Regions from separate parts of the Mus musculus genome. Here regions 1, 2, 3 and 4 are each linked to region 5. Evidence: chromatin contacts called from public Micro-C and promoter capture Hi-C data. All regions are on one chromosome and are shown on one strand. Each heading gives the region's core, a stretch centred on a gene start, on an enhancer-like site or on the middle of the called end of the contact. The rest is flanking DNA. Distances are from core to core; before and after follow the strand shown. Region 1 holds the start of Nup62cl (nucleoporin 62 C-terminal like). Region 2 holds the start of Tbc1d8b (TBC1 domain family, member 8B). Region 3 holds the start of Rbm41 (RNA binding motif protein 41). Region 4 holds the start of Morc4 (microrchidia 4). Region 5 holds the start of Tsc22d3 (TSC22 domain family, member 3).

Region 1 (3,952 bases), core at 436-2,935, 540 kb before region 5:
AGATAGCCAAGTTAATTTTACACCATTTTTTTCCCTACCTTTCTCCTTTGCAAATCAAGCAATTCGTGGGAAACTCCTCTAACATGAAGATACTTCCCTATCAGCGACTAAGGGTACGCACACCTAGACTTCCCTACTCTGGAGCAGGAGAAATCTGGGCACTCTGCCCAAAGACTTTCCTGGGACTTAGGAAGCACGGTGGCCTCCTCCGCAGGAGCATCTTACCGGCTGATCCCTCTGCTTTCCCCGGGGCTCCGGGACAGACGGACAGGCTTTTTCCCGGACTCTGGGACGGACCTGCTCTCCGCCCCATCCCCCACCCCGGGCCTTCCGGACGGACCCTTTTCCCCCACCTCCGGGTTCCCGTATGGACCCGCTTTCGCCTTGGCCTCCCAGACGGACCCGCTCTCCCCTCGGGCTCCGAGACGGACCCGCTTTCCCCCCGGACTCCGGGACTGATCCAGGATCTGCTCTCCCCAGGCTCCTGGACGAACCCGCTTCCCACCCCGGGCTCCGGGTCGGACCCCGGACCCGTTTTCCGCCCGGGGTCCCGGACGGACCCGCTTTCCCCCCGGGCTCCGGATCGGACCCCGGACCTACTCTCCCCGGGCTCCCGGACCGACCCGGTTTTCCCCCAGGCTCCCGGACGGACCCCAGACCCGCTTTCCGCTGGGGTCCCGGACGGACCCGCTTTCTCCCCGGGCTCCGGGACGGACCCCGGAACTGCTTTCCTCCGGGGGCCCGGACGGACCCGCTTTCCCCGCCGGGCTCCGGAACGAACCCTGGACCGGCTCTCCCCGAGGTCCCGGACGGAGCCGCTTTCCCCCGCGGGCTCCTGGATAGACCCACTCTCTCCCCCGGGGCTACCAGACGGACCCCGGACCCGCTCTCCTATGGGCTCCGGGACGGACTACGGACCCGCTCTCTCCCGGGCTCCCGGACGGACCCGCTCTCCCCCGGGCTCCCGGACGGACCCGCTCTCCCCCGGGCTCCCGGACGGACCCGCTCTCCCCCGGGCTCCCGGACGGACCCGCTCTCCCCCGGGCTCCCGGACGGACCCGCTCTCCCCCGGGCTCCCGGACGGACCCGCTCTCCCCCGGGCTCCCGGACGGACCCGCTCTCCCCCGGGCTCCCGGACGGACCCGCTCTCCCCCGGGCTCCCGGACGGACCCGCTCTCCCCCGGGCTCCCGGACGGACCCGCTTTCCCCCACCCCCCACCCTGGGCTCCGAGACGGCCACGCTTTCTCCCCGGCCTCCCGGACGGACCTGCTCTTCCCCACGGCCTCCCGGAACGACCCGCTTTTTCCCCCAGCCTCCCGGAGGGACAGGCTTTCCCCCATACGGAATAAAAAGCGCAATCCCACCGCAAGCGCCCAGGGCTCCGCGACCTCCAAGGTACAGGCTCCGGTGGAACCAGTGCCTAGCAGGGACAGAGTCGGCACAACACGTGTTTCTGTCACGGGAGGGGGCGTGAAGAGTCGGAGCATCGCCGAGACCAAAGCTTTCCCATCCCCGCCCGTGAGTCCTACCCTTCCGCGTCCACTGCTCCGCTCCGGACCCGCTGAAGGTACTGAGTTCTCAGACCCGGAATTGGCGACCTGGTAAGGGTGGGGGGCGGCGCGGGAAAGCTCGCCGCGAAAAGCCTGCGGGACAAACGTTAAAGTCCTGCTCTTACCTCCGTGGCTGAACTCGCTCGCTGTCCCGTCTACAAAGTGAGGGCGGAGGCGGGGCGAGAGGCAGGTCCAAGAGAAGGGGGCGGACCCGGACTCGGGCGGAGAAGCAGCAAACTCCCAGGCGCCAGCAGCAACAGATCCTGCAGCCTAACCCGAGTCGACCTACTTAGCTGGAAAAGGGCGGCCGTGGAGGCCAAGCATGGGATTCCCCGGGATTGGTTGCTGCTGGTATTGTTTTAAAGGAGACGCTTCTATGATTGGCTAGCAGAGTCAAACGGGTCCTACAGGTGGAAAAAAAGCGGGTTCAACAAAGTTGTTACCCGGGCAACAGAGAGACGCACAGCGAGGGAGCAGCAGTCTATTTTCGTCCCCTAGGCTGTGAGCTGTGCGGAGCACCGACCAAGGTGAGGAAAACTGAAACTTAGGAGTGAAAACAGAGGAGGGTGCTCAATGCTGTGACTGTCAGAGGAACTAGGGAGAATTTAAAAATACTTTAGAGCTCAATGAGATAGCCCCCAAAAGCCCTATGTTGCTCAAAGTGGAGGCAAATGTTCTCAAAGTTCCTCCCACCCCCCTCAACCCCTGAAGCATGATGTTTCTAGAAAACTACAGAAGGGATGGGTGCTGAACCTCAAAATATTTCCCAATTTTCCTTTCTCAAATCTCACACATACTCAATGGGTCCCCAGTGAGACCCCCCCCCATTTTCATTAAAAAATTAATTTTTAGGTACGTCTGGTGTTCAAAGTTGAAAGACTCATTGTACCTTCCATTTTATGTGAAAAGCAGTATTATTTCAGGGCCAGCAGGTCTTGGATGGGAAATAGAGGAAGAGAGCACTCTGTAAAGTCTTTCAGACATGAAAAAATTAAAATAAAATTGCCCTCACCTCTCACTATGGAACAGTATATCCGTGGGAGGGGATTTCAGTAGCCTGAAAGTTCTGAGGTCATTGGTCATATCCTTAAGAGTGAAGACCAATGGTCACACTCATATTTACTGTACCTTAAAAATATTATTACTCAACCAAAGACTGATTAGGGGAGTATTTTGTCATTTGACTTTAACTTTGAAAACATACACAACTGGGATAAAAACCAAATCTGAGGGATGGGAAAGCACCGAGTTCGAGCTGAGAGATAAGGATTGTTAATCTTAAGAATTTTCCTGTCATAATAGGGATTCAGAACAGACTACAGAAGTAAACAAAACTGGCTTTTTTTTTAACCTTAGTCGTATACTTCAAGAACTGAAAGAAAAATTACCAGTTGACTCTTTTTTTATATAGGAGTGGAATACAAAACTAAGAAAAAAGTACTGCCAACTGTATTAAGTTTACCTGAAATGTGCTATATAGTACCCCATCCCATTTACAATTTAGGCTCCCCTAAACATAAGATCCTTCTGCCACAGCCCTCCCAAGTGCTAGGATTGCAGGCATACTACACAGCTTTTGATGACTCAGGACGAGTCCTATCAAAATAAAGTTTTGCATCTCAGAGTAAAAATTTAGTTTCTAGCTCATGTGAGACCAGCTCCTAGGGAGACTGACATGTGAGGTTCCTTTGAACCCAGGAGTTCAAGATCAGCCTGGCCGAGTTAGGAAGATCAAGTCTCAAAAACCAAAGCAAAGCAACACATCTTTAAAAGGATGGGAGAGACTCTGTGTTTTAAAATAAAGAAACTAGATAAAGTGCAGATGTAGGAATTATTAAACCAAGCAAGGCTTAGGATTTTTTTGTTTATTTGTTTGTTTTGAGACAGGGTTTCTCTGTATAGTCCTGGCTGTCCTGGAACTCACTTTGTAGACCAGGCTGGCATCGAACTCAGAAATCCACCTGCCTCTGCCTCCCCAGTGCTGGGATTAAAGGCATGTACCACCACGCCCAGCTGGCTCAGCCATTAAAGGCTAGGATCACAACCAAAAAAAAAAAAAAAAAAAAAGGCTCAGGTTTTTATCTTTAGGTCACATGCTGTCACTGGGCTCTATTCCTAAGCCCTCTTTTTCATTTTTTTTTTCATTTTTCATTTTGAGACAAGGGCTCACTAAGTTTCCCAGGCTGACCTTGACCTCTGTAGCCCAGACTTACCTGAATTGCATCAGCCTTCTGAGTAGCTGTACTTTATGTCTTGACTTGTATTTGTATATAAGATTCCAGGTACTGAAAAAAGAAATAAAACAATTTCCATTAACTACATTTTAACTTTGTGACAGAAACCTTGTTAAGCTCCCATGTTTATGAATATTTTTATGGTAGTAAATGTTAAAAATATAAAA
Region 2 (4,643 bases), core at 487-2,986, 920 kb before region 5:
ATTAAGTTCCAGGACAATATCAGCAGCGATATTCAAGATTGTTTGTAATTCCTAAGTATTTTACAGGAATATTCATAATTGGACAATGAAAAGAATGCCATGGTATTTTAAATGTGGTTTTAGAGAAACAATTATTTGCAAAGACTTGAAGTACATTATGATCAAGACAAATTTTAGCGCAATAGACATAATTCAATTTGAAAACTGTTTTCTTTATACAATCAGTGAAGTGTTTGTTTATAAATGCAAAAGTGTTCTAAATCCCCAGCTCCAGCTCCAAGCTGGAAGTGGGCCTGATCTTAAGACAGAGTATCTGGGTAGCCCTGGCTGGGTTCAGCGTACAGAGAAGGAACCATCCAATCCTGATGCTCTTTGCCATAACTAGAACCATAAGCATACTGACGGACAATGGCGGCTGGAACTGTACAAATGAAGGAAGACAAAGGCTATCCACATTTGCTGCATTTATTGACCTTTTACTGTGAAGAAATGGAGAAACGATGTGCCTTAATACACCTTCAAAGGGTGACTTTGCGCTAGGAAACACTCTGCCTTGGGATTTTGCTTTGTTGGTGGTGGTGATGGTTGCGTTTTTCTTCCACAAAAATAAATACTTGCTTGTGACATATACCTGCTTCGCCAGAAACCGCCCAAGTCTTGGAAGATTTAGCCTGGAGACACTCCTTGGGGCAGAGTTCACTGGCTCCAGGACTCCTAGTCTGAGTGTCCCAGTCCATTGTCTTAGCCACATGGCCCTATATCTTTATTTTGAATACCTTGCCAACTTCTCAGGACCTTTTATTTGCATTCTTTCTGTAAGCCAGTTTTCACTTTCACTCTATTCTTTTCCTGTCGGGATTGAGTTATCCTAACAACAACAATAACAACAACCAGCCCTCAAATAATTCCTCACAGCAGAACTCTTTCATTTTAGTGCGTAGGCTGTTGTGCAGCATTGTCAAGGTATCAAGAAAATAGGCTGCCCTGCCCTGCAAGGAATTTCGGGTGTTTGTTTGTTTTTTAAGGTTAAAAAAAAAAAAAAGAAATACCTAAAAAGTTGGAGTAGAGATTTTTCAGCCAGTAGTCAAATAAACAGAGGCAGCATGGGGGAAGGGATAATCGCAAGTGTGTGTGTGTGAAGAAGTGTTTTCTGAGATTTACATTCTTCTGGTATGAATGGACAGAATTTAATTTAGGCAAGGCTTTTGAATAACAAGTCTATTCACCCACTGTGAGAGCGTGGGTAAGTAACTTCGCTTGCTAGCGCTTAGCGAGCAAAGCGGAGGATCCACTTTGAAAGATTTCCCTGAGGATTACCTGAGAAATCACCTACTACCTAATAGGCGCAAAGTAAATGGAAGTTGCTGCAGGCTACTGCTTCCTGGATGGGCCATTACTCAAAAATGCCGGAAACTTTGTTTTCAACAAACTAGTCCTCTCACTATAAAAGAACTAGGAACACTGCTGTCATACACGGGGTTAGCTTATTTGAAGCAAAAAGACAAAAGAAAACCCTCTTTAACTTTACACAGGCTAAACTCACTTAACTGGTGGCGGGAGCGCCTCAAAGGCGCCCCCAACCCACCCAACTAGTAACCCAGTGCATTGTGGGAAATGTAGTCTAGGGCTATATTAGACCGGGTACGGGAAAAGTGGATAGAAAACTACAACTCCCAAGAGGAGGTGAAGCGGGGCTATTTCCCAGTCTGGCAGTAGCTCCGTGGGAGGGAGTTGGCACTCTCTCTGCCTACGTGGGAGAGAAGGCACGGTTGGGGGAAGTGTGGAAAACCTCCGGAGGCGCCGCCGCCAACGGAAGACTTGGTGGGAGGAGAAGTAGAGGGGTAAAGACAGGCTGGGAGGGTGGAGGTGAGGAGGACAAATAGGTCGCCTCCGTTCCCGAGGCGGCACAAAGTTCTTCAAGATGTGGCTGAAGCCCGAGGAAGTGCTGTTGAAAAATGCGCTGAAGCTGTGGCTGATGGAAAGATCCAACGAGTACTTTGTCCTGCAAAGGCGTCGAGGCTACGGGGAAGAAGGAGGAGGGGGACTTACAGGTAAGAGGTTGTGGCCAGCTACACCTGCGTTAGGGCTGGGTCCGCTGTCACTGAATAGGTGGCAAGGCAAACAGTTACTCGTCGCTGCCCGCTGCCTCATCTTAAACCCAGGGCGACTGACTGGGGAATTCTGCTCCCGCCACCACCTTTCCTCTGCTACCACCGCGTCCTGACTGTCTTGCACAGGACTCCCAGTTGCTCTTTGGGTCTTACCGCGATAGGAGAAGCTAAGGGGGTTTCCAGTACCTGATGGGTCGCTTCCCATGGCGAAGGGGGCTGATGGGCAGTGCAGTGCGCTAGCTAGACTAGTCCCGTTAAGACAGGCGAGGAGAGCGGGTTCGCGGGTGTGGACTTAACTTTTTTTCCAAAACCTATACAAATAATCACCACCCTAGGGAGTGAGTGCGAGTGTGTGAGGGGCATTGCTAGGACATGGGAATCCTAAGGAGAACGAAGTGCCCCAATCACACCTTGAGAGAGAGGCTGCAAGTGAGATTTGGGTCGGGGCATGGGGCTGCTTGATGCTGGGGAAGTGAAGGAGTAGCCCTCAGAATTACTCACCTCCTCTCAGTTTCGCGTCTTTTGCTATATCCAAGTTTTCAACCCTTGGAATCCCTGTATTCTTCTAAGAGTACATTTCTCTCCAGTGAGTTTGGCTCTGCCCCTTCTTTCAAAGATGTGTAAACCAAACCAATTAAACAAGAAGGAGACTCAACTCTTCTAAGCCAGTCTCCCACAGTTGTTAATCTTAATTCAAAACTGGTCCATGTCTGAAGATTACAAAGAAGGCTGTTTTTAGATCCTTAGTCTTCCATAGGGGCTTTTTACAAATTTGGACCTTGGAGAGACAAGAGCTGTTTTTCATGGTAATTCTTAGTTTGGTATTAGGGCTTTGAAGTGGTGGAGCAGCTTAATTTGGGGAGGGTGATGTAGAGGGAAGAAGCAAAAATCTGACCACCTGAATTTTGATCATATCCTTACCTCTTGCCTGTTGGATGGCATTGATCAAATTCTTTCATATATGCAATCTTTTTTTTTTATGGTGGGTTTAAACTGCTTTTCTCTTCTGAGATTCTTTTTTTATTGATCATTTTATTTGTTTACATTTCAAATGTTATCCCCCTTCCTGGTTTCCCCTCCACACCCCCTTATCCCATATCTCCCTGCCCCCCTCCTCTTTGCCTCTATGAGGGTGCTCCTTCAACCAATCACCCACTCCTGCCTTACCACTCTTGATTCCACCTATGATGGGGTATAAAGTCTCATATATGCAATCTTAAGGTACCACTTTGTGCTAGAATTATAATTTTGGTCACTGCCTTTAAAGTGCTGGGTTGAGAGAGGAGGGTGGAAGTAGACTAGGAAGATTAACTAGTTTACTAGAAAAAAATAGAATCAGAACCAAAGGACTACTGAAGGGTTGAAGGAAGAAGTTTCGTGGCTTATGTGACATTGATCTTCTTTGGCTAAAAAGAATGGTGCTTACTCTATGGAGATATGCGTGTAAACTGTAAGATAATGTTCATAAAGGTATGTTTATGTTAAGGCGAGCCTCCTCTAATGTGGATAGAATTCATATGTCCTATGAGATATATGACTTTACAACTAACAATCATCTGACTTATCCAACTTCTAAAAAGGGCCTTCAGGCAGTATGGGAACAAAAATTGCCCCTATAATAAAAGTAGCATTTTACATTTTTTCCTGAACTTTAAAAATTACAAGTTGTTTTAGAGAAAAGTTTTCATTGAAATGACAGTTTCATTCAAATAGAAATTTCTTTTTAAAATTAATTACTTTCTTTATTTACATCCCAAATGTTGTCCTCCTCCTGGTCCCCCCTCCCAAAGTTCTTCAACCCATTCCCCCTTCACATCTGTGAGGGTCCCATCCCCCTTTCTCTGTGGTATCAAACAGGTCAATTAAAATGGATTTTCTCTTTACCCCACTCACCTCTTTTATTAGTTCCCCATTGCTAGAACACAAGGAACTTCGTCTGAAGAAATAAATGAAAATTTCTATCACTTGCAGATATGTGCTGTGATGAGTAACTTATAGTCAATTTGTATCTGCATGACTGTTTTCCTTGTGACAATAACATGCCTGAAATAACCACCAAAGTCATATAAATTTAACAAAATAACTCAAAAAGGAGCAAAGAGATATTTTAAATGTTTTTGTTGTTGTTGTTGTTCCGTTTGGTTCAGAGCAAAAGTGTATGCTGATTTTCATGGCTGCCTAACTACTGCCTTCTTAGTTAAACTTGTGGAGCTAAGAGCTGTGCTGTCCTCATTTCCATTAGCTTTCATCAGAGCATCAGTATAGGCCAGCATAAACCTGCCTTTGCCCATTTTATGTATTTGATATGTTGTCGTGTTACGTACTATCCCTTTATAAGATTAGTTTATGTTTGGTATAATGGAGAAATGACAGTGACCTTTGAGAAATGTTAATAATTGTACTTTAAAATTTGTTTTCTTTGATATGCGATGATTGGGAGTAATCCCCACCCCCATAATATTATATCTTGAGTATAGATTTGATGAAATTTAGTTGATTCCATTTGAGTGGGGGAGTCTAATTATATAGCTC
Region 3 (4,482 bases), core at 1,482-3,981, 600 kb before region 5:
ATTCTAGGCATAGTTTTGATCAAGGAATTTGTAATATATTTAGGGAGAAGATGTATATCCTCTTGTGCTGTGTACCTGTGTCTATAAAGAGAGGGAATCTAAATAATAATAGAGAACCATGCTCAAATGAGTAGAAGTTTGCAGAAGAAAGGGCTAACCTGGGAGCTAAAGTGGTAAAGATAACTTCAGAATAGTATTCTTAAACTGGTACGGGAAAGATTGGATGTGACAAAGTAAAGGAAAGCAAATACAAAGAGACAGACCACGAATTGTGGGATACCTGGAACCTCTATTTAGATACTCGCTTTGAACAGCCTTAAATACACGAAGTAAGGGATTCTGGACCAGACCTGAGCATACACGGATTAGGAAGCAATTTATCAGTCCACTAGGTGTCAAAGAGTAAGCAGTGTTTAAGACCATGTGGATTAGAAGATAGAACTAGAGCAACTAGTTAGGAAACTATTGAGGTATGTGGCAATGAAGGTGCAGACTAGGGTAGAACTAGCAGAAATACAAAGGAAGGATTCAGTGGGAAAAGCCTTTAGGTGAATGATGTTAAAAAAGTAAAACAGACAGGCACATAAATGCAAACACTCAATTTCGAGCTGTTGGCACAGCTTCACAGAATGTGGGTATGAAGGAAGGAAAATGGTTCCAGCTGGGATACATGGAAGGTCAGTGTCACTACAACCTACACTGAGGTGAGCAGCCCTTCCAACTCTGAAATCCTCCCATGAAGTGCACTTCCAAGGCACTGGTCTGAAGCAACAACAAACGTTGACTGGCTACAGTTCTTACCGGGAGGACAGTCTGAGGCTCAACACAGAGGAAGCTGAAGCCATGTGAGGTCATAAGATCTGAAGCCACTAGAGAAGAAATTCTGAAGAAGGGCAGAAAGTATGAAGAGCGTCTTGTGGGGTAGACAACTGGATCAGGGCTGTGAGCCAACCTCAAGTGATTAAGAACTCTTACTCACGTCCCAAGAAATAACACAACCATGTAACCATATGAGAACAGGGTAGAGACACATGAACAAACACAAAGATGAGTTAAATCCATGAGAAAACTAAATATCGAATTTCTTACCAAACAGACCTTGTCTACTGGGGTTTATAATAAGTACAAAAAAATCCCTGTAATTATAAGATTCCTAGAAAGAGCTGGACCCATATTGAAATATTCTAAAATAACTCTAGAACTAAGTTTTTAAAAACCTTTTAAGTCTATCTTTATTTACAATCCCAAAAGTTACTGCTAAATTTAATCTGTTAAACATGAATAAGCATATCAACACACATGGCTCTATTGAGAAATACTGTGGGTTTTTAAAAAAAGCTTATCACAGAAAAAGACAATATACTCTCATTTATATAAGGTTAAAGCACAGATGATACTAGGAATATTTTGTTCAGGGATTAAACTCTTATGTGGAAAATGAACTAAAAAACAAAAAACAAAACAGGAACAAACAGCTGGGCTGTGGTGGCTCACACCTTTAATCCCAGGACCTAGGAGGCAGAGGCAAGCGGATTTCTGAGTTCGAGGCCAGTCTGGTCTACAGAATGAGTTCCAGGACAGCCAGGGCTACACAGAGAAACCTTGTCTTAAAAAAACCCAAGAAAACAAAACAAAAACAAACAAACAAAAGGCAAAGGAATAATTGTAATTGGTGCAAACTCCTAGATAAAAGGGGAAGAAGCAATCTGAGAGCCAAGGGGGCTTCTAAGGCACTTATGTGAATCATGTCCTACCTCTTAACCTGTATAGCAAACAGCTCTTTATAATCACCCAAGCAATACACTAGATTCACTTTCCATGTATGAGGAATCTCATCACAGAATAATTAAAATAATTCAAGCAGAGGAAACATGAAAACAAGACAACAAATGAAACAAACAACAACAAAAACCTTTTAAAAACAATTCAGGAGAAAGCATTCCTAAACAGGTTCTTTGTGCCACTGTTCCAGTGCGAAGATTCAATGGCAGTGTGAAGCCAAAACTAAGTGGCTCCTTTTTCTTAAGGTTTCCTGTCCTGTCAATAACTGGGAAGCTCCGGCCTCAGGGAGGTCCGCACCAGGCTCAAAGGGCCATTTACTGCAGAATCAGGAGGGGAAACTGCCCTAAGTTTCCTTTCTTCTTCCAAAGCACCCGAAGCCAGATCTGCGCTCAATTTGGAGATGCAAACTATCACCCTGTAACTTGAAGATCTCAAAGCACTACCCGGTGTGGCGGGCCCATTATGTCTTTAAAATCTAGACAAAGTAAAGTGCCCACCCTCTGACCCTCTGGCCGGTGAGACCTAGCAGGACCAGCGGGCGGGCCAGGGAGTGGCTGGCGTGAGCATCCGGAGAGTCAGGAATGTGAGAGGCCAGGCAGCTCCAGACGCTTCTGCCCTGAGGGAAACATTCCAGTGGAAACCCGCCTGGCTACGGCCCTTCCAGAACTTCACCCCCGCAGACTGGTCCAGCCTGCCGGCCTTCCCTCCTCCTTTCTCCTTTGTCTTCCCGCTGGAGAAAAACCGCCCCTCAAGAACGTGACACATCCCAAACAAAAGGGAAAAAAAAAAAAAAGACACAAAAGTTTCATAGTAAAAGATAAAAGTTGCCTTCAGCAACCCGGATATGACCTTACCTCTTCATGTTTCCGCAGGCCCCTATCACTAACTTGGGTAAATAGGAAGGAGACCTCAACTCCCAGCAATCTGTGCGGCAGACTCAAAGGTGATGAAGGTTGGAGCGTGGAACTCTGGGAAGTGTAGTAATGTGATGATGGAAAGAGAAAGCGGGTATTGGGTGATGGGTTTATTGGAAATTAAGAATTTTTGGCCCAGGTTAAAGATAACATCCAAAATATAAAGCTCATAAGCCTAGGATTCACCTTTGGCTTCTTGGATTTTTCTCTAAGTATCAATAAATCCTATATTGTTCCTAATCACCGTCTTCATTCTTGTCAGCAAGGCTTCTCTTTTAAGGATTTATCTGACCTGCCTGCTGTTTCCCCTCAAGCCTCTGGTCTAACCACATTGTATGCACTAATGCTTCTCTCTTAGTTGTAACAGATCCTTCTGGGTTCCCTTAGTTTAAAGTCAGAAGCAGTACGTACCCAGACTTTTGAATATTTTATAAAAATATATCGAAGCCAGAGTCAGATATGGTACTGAACCGGAGTTCAGTTCCCATACAGCAGTTCACAATTGTCGATAACTCCAGTTCTGAGCATCTGACTTGTTTTTGGGACACCAAGCACACACGTACATGCAGGCAAAAAACTCCGATGCAGAGCATAGCTTATTTTTAAAAAGCTTCGTATAGAAAAGTGTTTAAAAGCATTAGTTCCCGGGTTTAGGGATGTAGCTGAATCTGTAACGTGCTGGCTTGACATGCATGCACAAAGCCCCCTGTGGGATCCTCAACACCACACAAACTGGGAGTGGAATACTTGTTCGGGAAGTTCAAAGGCAGGCTGGACTACACGAGACCCAATTTCAACAATAGCAACAGCATGAATAACAAAAACAATAAAAGTATGTGTTCTTAATGGCCCAAAATGGAAAAGCAAGTATCTCTAAAGTTATGAAAATGTATTAATTTATAAGATGGAAATTTCAAGCTACAAAGCTCATTTAATTACATAGCTCAAAGCAAGCCAGGTCTACATATTCTCAAAAAAAAAAAAAAAAAGAAAGAAAGAAAAAAACTAAAAACAAAACCAAAACAAAACAAAAATATAAAACAAAGAAGGACTACTACCATGCCTCCAAACTATAAAAGGTAAGTAGAAAATTCTGAGACTCTGCACATTTATGAGGAAACAAGAGAAATATGATTTCTAAATGTATTGTAGGATCTTGAAATAGACAGAGGACACACGGTAAAAACTAAGTACATATAAATAAAGTATAGTTTTTATTTAATAAGTTTCATTGTACATGACAAATATACTGTTGTGTTAGACATGAACTCTAAGAAAAACAGTAGAGTACATATGGAACACTAGAGTATGAAGCTCTAATGTAAATCTAGAACTATGTTAAAATAAAACATGATTTTTGAGATCTGTGGATTGTATCCAGGCTATTCTGTACTTTTTTTTAGTTAATATCCACTTCTTAGTGAGTACATACCATGCACGTCCTTTTGGGTCTGGGTTACCTCACTCAGGATGATATTTTCTAGTTCCATCCATTTGCCTGCAAAACTCAGGATGTCCTTGTTCTTAATAGCTGAATAGCACTCCATTGTGTAAATGTATCACATTTTCTGTATCTATTCTTCAGTTGAGGGACATCTGGGTGGCTTCCAGCTTCTGACTATCGCAAATAAGGTCATAAGGTCACTATGAACATAGTGGAACACATGCTGCAGGGCCCAAGTGAGGATGCCTTAATTCCACTTGGGATGGAGAAGAAAACAATCACAGGAGGGGGAAGGGAGGGAAGGACTTGGGTGGTAAAGGGGACAAAGGGAACATGATCAGG
Region 4 (4,012 bases), core at 641-3,140, 730 kb before region 5:
GTGTGCTGACTGCCAGCCTGATCTGCACAGCAAATTTCAGGTCAACTGGACTACATAATGTGACGCTATCTCAAAAGAAAAAAAAAGGGAGGAAGGAAGGAAGGAAGGAAGGAAGGAAGGAAGGAAGGAAGGAAGGAGAAAAAGAAAAAACCATAGGGGAAAACCTAAACGATAGAGTCACCTCAGTCTGGAAATTCAAGCTGTATCATCAATGTTACTTTCCTCCTGAACTTTCTAGAAAGCAATCAGCAACCTACTCTATACCATTTGGGCTCATAGCCAAACTAATCATCAGAATCCTCCAGCACCTTCCAAATAACTCTTCTGACTCTTCCTGTGGCTCACCGACATCTTTAGGAAAACAAGTCTCCTGGCATGGCCACAGTGGTGGCTTACGTCCCCACTGGGGTTCATTCATGTGGCTCTGAAACCATTTTCAAGAGTCTTGTTCTGTGCTAACTAGCCATATAAATCTGTCTTCCTTCTTTCAGTTTTTGAAATATTTATAATGTGCTTGCTCTGCTGCATTTTGCGCAGAACTGCTTTTCATCTTTGCCTTTTGAACAGTACATTAGTGCAGAAGCGATGCACTCAGCTCTAAGGAATCAAGTGAATTTTTTTCCTTTTTTTTTTTTTTTTGAGCGAGCACCGGTGCACCCAGAGGTTAAGTCCTTAAGGCCTCCGTATTCATTCCAGCGGTGTGAGGGCGCTCGTGGACTACGGACCCAGCCCTCTGCAGTCTCCGGGAGCCAAATGCACTCGTGTCATCATCTAAGAGATGGCCCATCATTCCTAGACTTAAGTCTCTAAAGTTAAAGAAGTCATTTCCAGATCTTTCCAACTACTCTACAGGGCCCTCTGCACTGTTCCTTTGCCAGCCTGGGGCCCTCTGTCGGTCGCCAGCCTTGGTCAAATCCAGTCGCTTCGGGGCCCGATATTTTTATGCATTGCTCTTTGATTATTAACTAAGAATCCTAAAGTGACTGGAACATCACGATCCAGACAGAACAACAGCGCGGGAACCCTACCAAACTCTTAGTACACACCTCGCTTCCTCGGCTTTCCAGGCACGATCTAGTCCCGTCGCCCCCCTACCCCACCCCACCCCACCTCACCCTACCCCATCCCACCCCACCCTACCCTCCCTGTCCCCCTCCCTAAGAGATCACGGTGGCCGAGCTCCCCCAGCCCGTCCCGAGAGGACCCGCCCCACGCGCCTCGTGCATTCCTCTTGCGTCCACCGCACCACGCTGGCACCTCTGCCTCGGGCTTGCGACCCGCCACCCGGCCCGCCCTCGTCACTCACCTAGCAGCTCCGCGATGGCACTGAAGGGTCGCGTGTGGCTGCTGGAGTTGCTCTGGAGGTAGCGGGGGCTCATCTGGGGGCGAGAGAAGGTTCCGTCCCGCGTGAGGCCTCAGCTCGCCCAGCCCTCCCCGCGCGCCCCCCGCAGCCCTGGGACCCGGGCGCGCTCGCGCGAGTCCGTCCCCTCGGGGGCCCCCGGACCTACCGTGCTCAGGCGGATCCTGAAGGCCTGCGGGACGCTGCCCGCCCGGGCCAGTCCGCCTCCCGGCGTTCCGGGGCCCGCAGGGGCCCCTCGGTACAGGAGCATTTTTTTGGCCGCCAGGATACCGGTTTGCTGCTGCCGGACCCCTGGGCCGGCTGTCCCCGCACTAGATCGCGCTGTCCCCCGACTCGCAGCTGGCGGTGGCCGTCCCGGACTGGCCCTCTCTCGTTCCCACTCGCAGCTGGCAGAGGCGGGGCGCGCTGCAGCCACCTGTCCCCAGCGGGAGGGGTGAAGCCGGAGGAACCCAGCGTCTGCCCGCCCCGCCTTGTCAGCACCTCTCCTGACCCACCGACTGCCAGGGCTGCCCCTGGGCCGTACAGAAATATGGCGATCTCCTGACAGACGCTCCTCCATCCCCGCCCCTAATTAATTCTTGGCGTTTGCCATAGGCCAGGCGGCCGAGCGGGAAAGCGCGAGGGGAGGGGGGATGGCGGTGCGTGGGGAGGGGCGGGAATGTGGCAAGAGGAGGGAGAGCGTGCATGGGATTTCTGGAGTCCCACTTAGGCTTCATGACTAACAGGCAGGATAAGACAAGTCTTTGAATTTCGAAGGACTGCAGTTTTGCTATCTGGGAAGATAGGCTGGAGCTAAGGGGAATTATTCCCACTAGCTACTTCGAAAGCTTATGGAAGCACCAGGAACTTTCTAGAATGCAATTGGCAAACGGCCTACCGATCCTTCAAACCGGCAGGGAGACTTTATAGTAGGAGAAACTGAATTTACTCGCTGCAAATAGGGGGTTGGTTATGTTATAGGATGCGCATAAAGTAATATGCAGCTTTGTGTGTTTGTGCTCTTGGGGGCGCATCGTTTGCACACCACTGACATTTGAAGGCCTGGTGTCTCTGGGACTGCGGTTCCAAACTCACACAGCCATGCTTTTTCAACAGTCTTTAAAATTATTGCGCTTGCTTATTTTGTGTGATTGTGTGTCTGTGTGCACGTGTGGCGATCAGCACACAATTTGAGGGAGTTAAGTTCTCACCTTCCACCTTCTGTAAGTTTGGGGTTCTCAGGTCTTGTGACAAGCACCTTCATCCCTGAGCCATTTCCCTGCCCCTATATTCCACTTTTAAAGGGCATGCCTGCTGTGAGTCTACATTTACCTGTGCTGTGGAGTCATCATGTAGTGTTGACAGCAAACCCAGGTCCTGGAAGGGCACACTACGCAAGCACCCCTACCACCATTATCACTACTCCCAACCCTGTGAGCACTGGGGTTGCAGTCATTTTTATGTGGGTGCTGGGGATCTGAACTGGGGTTCTCAGACTTGTATGGCAAATGTTTTACCAACTGGGCCACTTCTCCAGACTCCTTTTTCTGTGTGTGTGTGCGCGCGCGCACGCAGGTGTATATGTGTTCTTATGGGTGGCGAGGTTTTCACGTGTCCATTTGTACATGGAAGCCAAAGGTCATCATCTTGTTTGTTGAGACAGGGTCTTTCAACAGCCTAGAAATCACTAAGTAAGCATGGGGTGATTAGCCAGCCAGCAATCTGCTTATTTCCGTCTCTCTCGGTGGTGGTGGTGGTGGTAAGGATTACAAAAGGACACTAACCCTGGCTTTTTCCTTTTTTTTTTTTTTTTTAAGAACACGAGGTCTGGGGATTGAACTTAGGTCCTTTTCCTTGCACAGCAAGCGCTTTCCCAACTGAGTGATTTGTTTTTGAGACACTCATTACCTAGCTCAGGCAGGCCTCTGGCTCTGTATCTTCCTTCCTCAGCATATGCTCAGACATCAGGGAGGGCCCCCACGCCCAGCATTACATTTATCTTCTGTTTGTAACGAAAACGTTTTTCAAAAACGTCCAGCTATAGATGCCTTATTGATGGGTAAAGTACCAGCCTTTAGTCCTTCCAGCAACTTAAGCTGCTGGCCACCTTCTACGGATGACTGCCTTACTCAACCACTTCCCAGTTTCCCTGTTATTAGACATTTAAGTTAAATGTAAAAATGTAAGTTGTAGCCATTGTGACTAACATGAGTGAAGATGTCTCTTCTTCTATAGTGATGCCATTTCCTTTGGATATGTATACTGAATGGGGATTTCTAGATAATTCTGTGTCTGGTTCTAGGTAATTCTATGTTTAAATGTTTTGAGGAAGCTCCATACATTTTTTTTTCATAATGGATGTACTAATTTGCACCCGCAACAACAGTTCGTAAAGGCTTCCTTTTCTCTACATCCACACCGGCAATTGTTTTCTTTCTCATTTTGTCATTTTTAACTAGAGTGAGGTGTTGCCACATTATGATTTTCGTTTCTGCCATACTGAGCGTTTTGAGTACACGTGTCTAGGATTGGGTCTTGTCCCTCCATCACCAAACTATGTCTCTCTCTCCAGCTCAGTTTTTATCCTTTATTTTGTGATAGATTCTCATTGAGGTTCCTGGACTGGCCTTGAAATTACTTTGTAGCCCAAGAAGGTTAAACATGTATTCATCC
Region 5 (4,017 bases), core at 620-3,119:
GCCGTGCCCGCCGCGGGTCGGCTCGGGCCCCCTTCTGGTTGGAGCGCTCGGGGTGCGAATAGAAACAGCTGGACAAACAGCTCCCAGCGGCTCCTGCGGGCTCACTTCCTCCTCCTCCTCCTCCCCCTGCTCCGGCAGCCGCGGCGGCCCCCCTCTTCCCCGTCCCCTCCCCCGGAGGATCCCCGTGCGTCCCCCCCCCACGCCCCCCCCCCACCCCGAACGCACTCCCAACTTTCCCAAGTGCGCGCGTGGCTCCGGCCGGACCTGCGTGCGAGGCGGCAGGAAGGGCGGGCGGGCGGCCAGGGAGCGAGAGAGCGAGAGAGAGCCGCAGCGCGCGCGCCCTTCGGCGGCGGCAGCCCCGCTTCTCCCGGCTCGCGGGGTTCCGCGGCTCGAGCGGTGGCGGCGCCGGCGGCCGCGGCCGGTGGCCCAAGGGCGAGCGTGTGAGCTAGCCGCGAGCTCAGGAGTCCGCGCCGGGGCCGTGACAGCATGTAAATGAGCCCCGAGGGGCAGGCGGAGGACGCGCTGCCGCCGCCGCCGCCGCCGCCGCCGCCTCTGCCACTCGCCGCCGCCTCCCCGGCCGGAGCTTGAGGGGGCCCCCTGGCGCGCGGAGTTCTCCTCCCTCCGCTCCCCACACCGCCCGCCCGCCCGCCGGCCGCTCACTCGCACGCCCGTGCTCCTGAGGAGCCCGCCTCAAGCGGCTCCCCCGCGACGCGCGCCTCAGCAGCGCTGGGTGGCTTTGGCGCTCACCGCCTGAATGGCCGGGACGTCCAGCAGCGCGCGCCTCCCGCTGTCGTCTGGTGTCCCCCGCGGAGCCGCTCGCTCCTCTCCTGTCCGGCCCTGGCCGGCCGGCGGCAGTTATCTGTCCGCCCGTCTCCCCGCCCCCACCGCGCCTGAGACTCACGCAGCGCCCCCGCCCCCTCACCGCACGGGGTCTCGAGGGCTCTCCCGAGTGGGCCAAAGGTCGCCGCCGGGGCCGCTGCCGCCACCGCCACCGCTCGCTGAGGGGGGTGTCCCCCGGAGCGCCGGCGTTCGCGGCCCTGTCGAGAGCCACCGAGTCAGCGGGCGGCCGTCCGAGAGCGGCCCTTTAAACCGCCGCCCGCCCGCCCCGCCATGCAGCCCGGCTTTTCTTTTTTTTTTTTTTTCCTTTTTTTTCTTTTTCTTTTTGGGAAGCGCCAAGAGACCCAAGTGTCGAGGCCTCGGCGGTGGCTGTGGCGGCGGCGGCGCCACCCCCCAGAAAGTGCCAGAAAACACAAGCACCTGAGAAATGCCCCAACTCCAAACTCCCAAGAACCGAGTCCCCAGCGGCCCGAGCCCGCTCCTCCTCACTTGTCACCTCCGCCCCCTCCTCTTGAGCTCTGTTTCGCTCCCCACCCCGGGTCTCAGCCCCGAGTCCCCTTCGACGCCATCACTCCCGGTCCCCCGCTGTCCGCGCTGCGGGCTCCCCCGGGCCTTGCCTCTCCTCCCTCGCCGCGCGTCTCCCGCTCTTCCCGCTATTTTGGGCACCGGGCGTCTTTTTCTAAGTTTCTTCCCATGTTGGGCCGGGTCACTCCTTACTTTCCCCCACCTTGTCCCCTTCCCGTGTGTCGCCGCGCCCCTCCATTTCTGGCCGGCCCTCGCCTCCATTTCTCCGTTCGCGCCTTGACCCCCTCCCCTCTTATTTCCCTCCTTGATTTCTCTCCCCGCACCTCACCTTAGCGCCCCTCTTTCTCCTCACTCAGCTTGGCTGCTCTCTCCATGCGCCCCGACCCCAGAAAGCTGTCCCCTCGCGTCCCAAAGCCCCCTACCTGCCACTTCAGGTAAACCGGCTCCGTCGACCCCTCGAGAGACTTGCCCAGCAGCCCGCACGCACGCAGAGTGAGAAGGGGAGTGATGCGTCTGTCCCGTAATGGCGGCGGAGGGATCTGGGAGAATAAACCCGGGGCGGAGGTATAGTGAAAGGGCACATATAGGGGCCAGCCTGGTGCCCTGGGGTGATGCCCCTGCTGTCTGAGCTGCGGGGACGCGCAAGGTGACCATGTAAGACAGCTTTTTTAGAATGTCTCAGAACTTAGAACATGTCGAATGCGGAGCATTTGAGCAGTTTTTGAGTCTTGGACAAATGAAAACCCGTTCACAATATTCAGGGGGTTTTTATATAAAACCCAAATAAATTTCTATTTATTCCTACTCCTTTACAACCCCCCTCCGCCCCCTTCATTTGCTTCATTCAAGAACCCAGGGCATTTGAAATACAGCAGTATATGCTGCCATCTTCTGCCCAAAACCTGAACTATTTTCTGTTCCCGTGTAAGGTTCCGCCGCTCAGCGGGACACTACAGGTGCCTCCTGGTGGAAGAATCCACTGGGACTCCAAGCCGGGGCAAGAGTTGCTCAGTTTTAAGAAAGCTGAAGTTCCAGTTGCCTGAACCCTGATAAATGTGACTTAAATACGTTTGAAATTTCCTAGACTACTGTGGCAGAGCGCACCCCAAGATCCCAGCTACTCGCAAAGCGGAAGCAGGCTTGTTTGTGTCAGGCCAGGCTGAACTAAACAGTGAGATTGTCTCAAAAAACACAAGCCACATAAAACGAGCCTTCAAGCCACCCCTGAAATTAATTAGGAGCAAAGTGCAGCCAACTAATTCCTGTTTCCCACTCTTTGCAACTGTTACATGAGGCCCAAAATATGGGTAACTGGGGAAGGCAGTACTCTGTGCTATAGTGGCTAGAGACCCCAAATCGTGCTGTATCTCCAGTTCCTGAGAGGATCCCAAGGCCCAGGATGAAAGAGGATTGTGGCTATTGCGTAAAGCACTATACCCGAGTATATATACATCCCCATAGACTATGAAACTTCTATTTTTTTCTCTTAAAAGCCCATCACGTCATTTTTCTTGTATTTCCTTCTTCTTTTTTTTTAAATGTTCTTGGATAAAAGCCAGAGGAGGTAGTAGAATATAAAATTTCATCTGCATTGTGTAGATTTATAGCCTTCTGAATTGTTTTTTAATTACAGTGTTTATTATTTTCCTTCTTGTTTATAATTATTTTATGTTAACTCTTATAATAAAATATATTAGTTCCATAAATGTTTATTTGCGTTTTGGGAACAGCTAGACCTTTTGCTTCTATGTTTGCCTGAGCCCTCTTATCTTTGTGTAACCTTGGGATGAGGCCCTGGTGGAAGTATTTTCTTCTTGACATTTGGCACCATTAAATTCAAGATTTTTGTCCCCTTGACATTTCCCTGTTGTGTAGTCCTTGCTCTCAAGAAGTATTGTTAATAATTCGGGACAGATTTGCCCAACATATCAAGACTGATCAAGAGCAAATAAAGTTGGGACACAGAAAAATCTAAATAGTACAGAGATAGAGTTCAGAGAGCCGCCATTTCTGTGCATACAAGTCCAGCCTGTGTTGACAGACTGCATACCTCGTGAGGGAAGGCTGACTGGACAGGGCCTCCTGGGCTCTCCTCTGTGAAGCCTTGCTTTACTGTCATACACTGTAGTGGATGGAGAGATTCCAAGCAAATGGTCTTGCATAGATTCAGAATGCAGGGGCCTGGGGCACTAGCAGACAAAGATGGTGGCTTTTTGGGTGGGGCAAAAAAGAAACACATCTACTTCTTAGAGTAATTCAACAGCCATTTACTGTACACGTGTTCTGTGCCAGGTCCAGCGTTAATGGAAATTCAGAGAAAAATAAGATACACTCCAAAGCTGCTGCCACGAACTCCTAATCTAGCTGGGAAAAGAGACATACAGACAAACAACATACTCCACGTCAAGCTGAGCCTGAAACCCCAGGGTTTTGGGAGACTAAGGCAGGAGGATCACAGGTACATGAGTCATTCTCTCTGTCGTATGACTGCACAGGCATGTGTGTTAAGGGTTGAGGATAGAGTTCAATGGTGGAGTACGTGGCTAACATGAAAAAAGCTCTAGGTCCAATTGAGCACCTTTAAAAAGTCCAAGAAATAAAACCCAAGCTTACCACTACAAGTGGTAAGAGGTAGACACTTACTGATTTGTGGGC

Evidence for each region. Promoter capture Hi-C pulls out the DNA fragments that hold promoters and counts their contacts. Hi-C and Micro-C count contacts between places; a contact is called where the count stands out from the background.
Region 1: a Micro-C map of embryonic stem cells shows a contact between it and region 5, with 4 times the contacts expected there. The contact joins the promoter of Nup62cl here to the promoter of Tsc22d3 in region 5. A contact is called at or near these places in 1 of 39 promoter capture datasets (the 3T3-L1 cell line) and 1 of 484 Hi-C or Micro-C datasets (embryonic stem cells).
Region 2: a contact with region 5 is called in a promoter capture Hi-C map of pre-B cells, with 8 times the contacts expected there. The contact joins the promoter of Tbc1d8b here to the promoter of Tsc22d3 in region 5. A contact is called at or near these places in 4 of 39 promoter capture datasets (embryonic stem cells, hippocampal neurons, liver and 1 more) and 1 of 115 datasets of contacts at active chromatin or transcription factors (stem cell-derived neural progenitor cells).
Region 3: a contact with region 5 is called in a promoter capture Hi-C map of hippocampal neurons, with 4 times the contacts expected there. The contact joins the promoter of Rbm41 here to the promoter of Tsc22d3 in region 5. A contact is called at or near these places in 8 of 39 promoter capture datasets (the 3T3-L1 cell line, the C10 cell line, cranial neural crest and 4 more), 1 of 484 Hi-C or Micro-C datasets (cerebellum) and 1 of 115 datasets of contacts at active chromatin or transcription factors (the 230-238 cell line).
Region 4: a contact with region 5 is called in a Micro-C map of embryonic stem cells, with 3 times the contacts expected there. The contact joins the promoter of Morc4 here to the promoter of Tsc22d3 in region 5. A contact is called at or near these places in 8 of 39 promoter capture datasets (the 3T3-L1 cell line, 3T3-L1-derived adipocytes, embryonic stem cells and 4 more), 4 of 484 Hi-C or Micro-C datasets (embryonic stem cells, myocytes and palatal mesenchyme), 3 of 115 datasets of contacts at active chromatin or transcription factors (embryonic hindbrain, forebrain and neural tube) and 1 of 9 other capture datasets (pancreatic islet).

The regions. Positions count from the first base shown.
Region 1 is chrX:140,060,883-140,064,834 of GRCm38.p6, forward strand. Nup62cl (nucleoporin 62 C-terminal like) reads right to left here and starts at 1,686. Exons shown (of 9, transcript NM_001081668.1): 1 at 1,531-1,686. Dnaaf6b (dynein axonemal assembly factor 6B) reads left to right here and starts at 1,997. Exons shown (of 7, transcript NM_177921.3): 1 at 1,997-2,078.
Region 2 is chrX:139,683,260-139,687,902 of GRCm38.p6, forward strand. Tbc1d8b (TBC1 domain family, member 8B) reads left to right here and starts at 1,737. Exons shown (of 21, transcript NM_001081499.2): 1 at 1,737-2,051. The coding sequence starts at 1,922.
Region 3 is chrX:139,995,864-140,000,345 of GRCm38.p6, forward strand. It overlaps Rbm41 (RNA binding motif protein 41), which reads right to left and starts at 2,732. Exons shown (of 7, transcript NM_153586.2): 1 at 2,637-2,732. The coding sequence starts at 2,644.
Region 4 is chrX:139,869,764-139,873,775 of GRCm38.p6, forward strand. It overlaps Morc4 (microrchidia 4), which reads right to left and starts at 1,891. Exons shown (of 17, transcript NM_001193309.1): 1 at 1,509-1,891; 2 at 1,307-1,379. The coding sequence starts at 1,610.
Region 5 is chrX:140,598,653-140,602,669 of GRCm38.p6, forward strand. It overlaps Tsc22d3 (TSC22 domain family, member 3), which reads right to left and starts at 1,870. Exons shown (of 4, transcript NM_001077364.1): 1 at 1,785-1,870.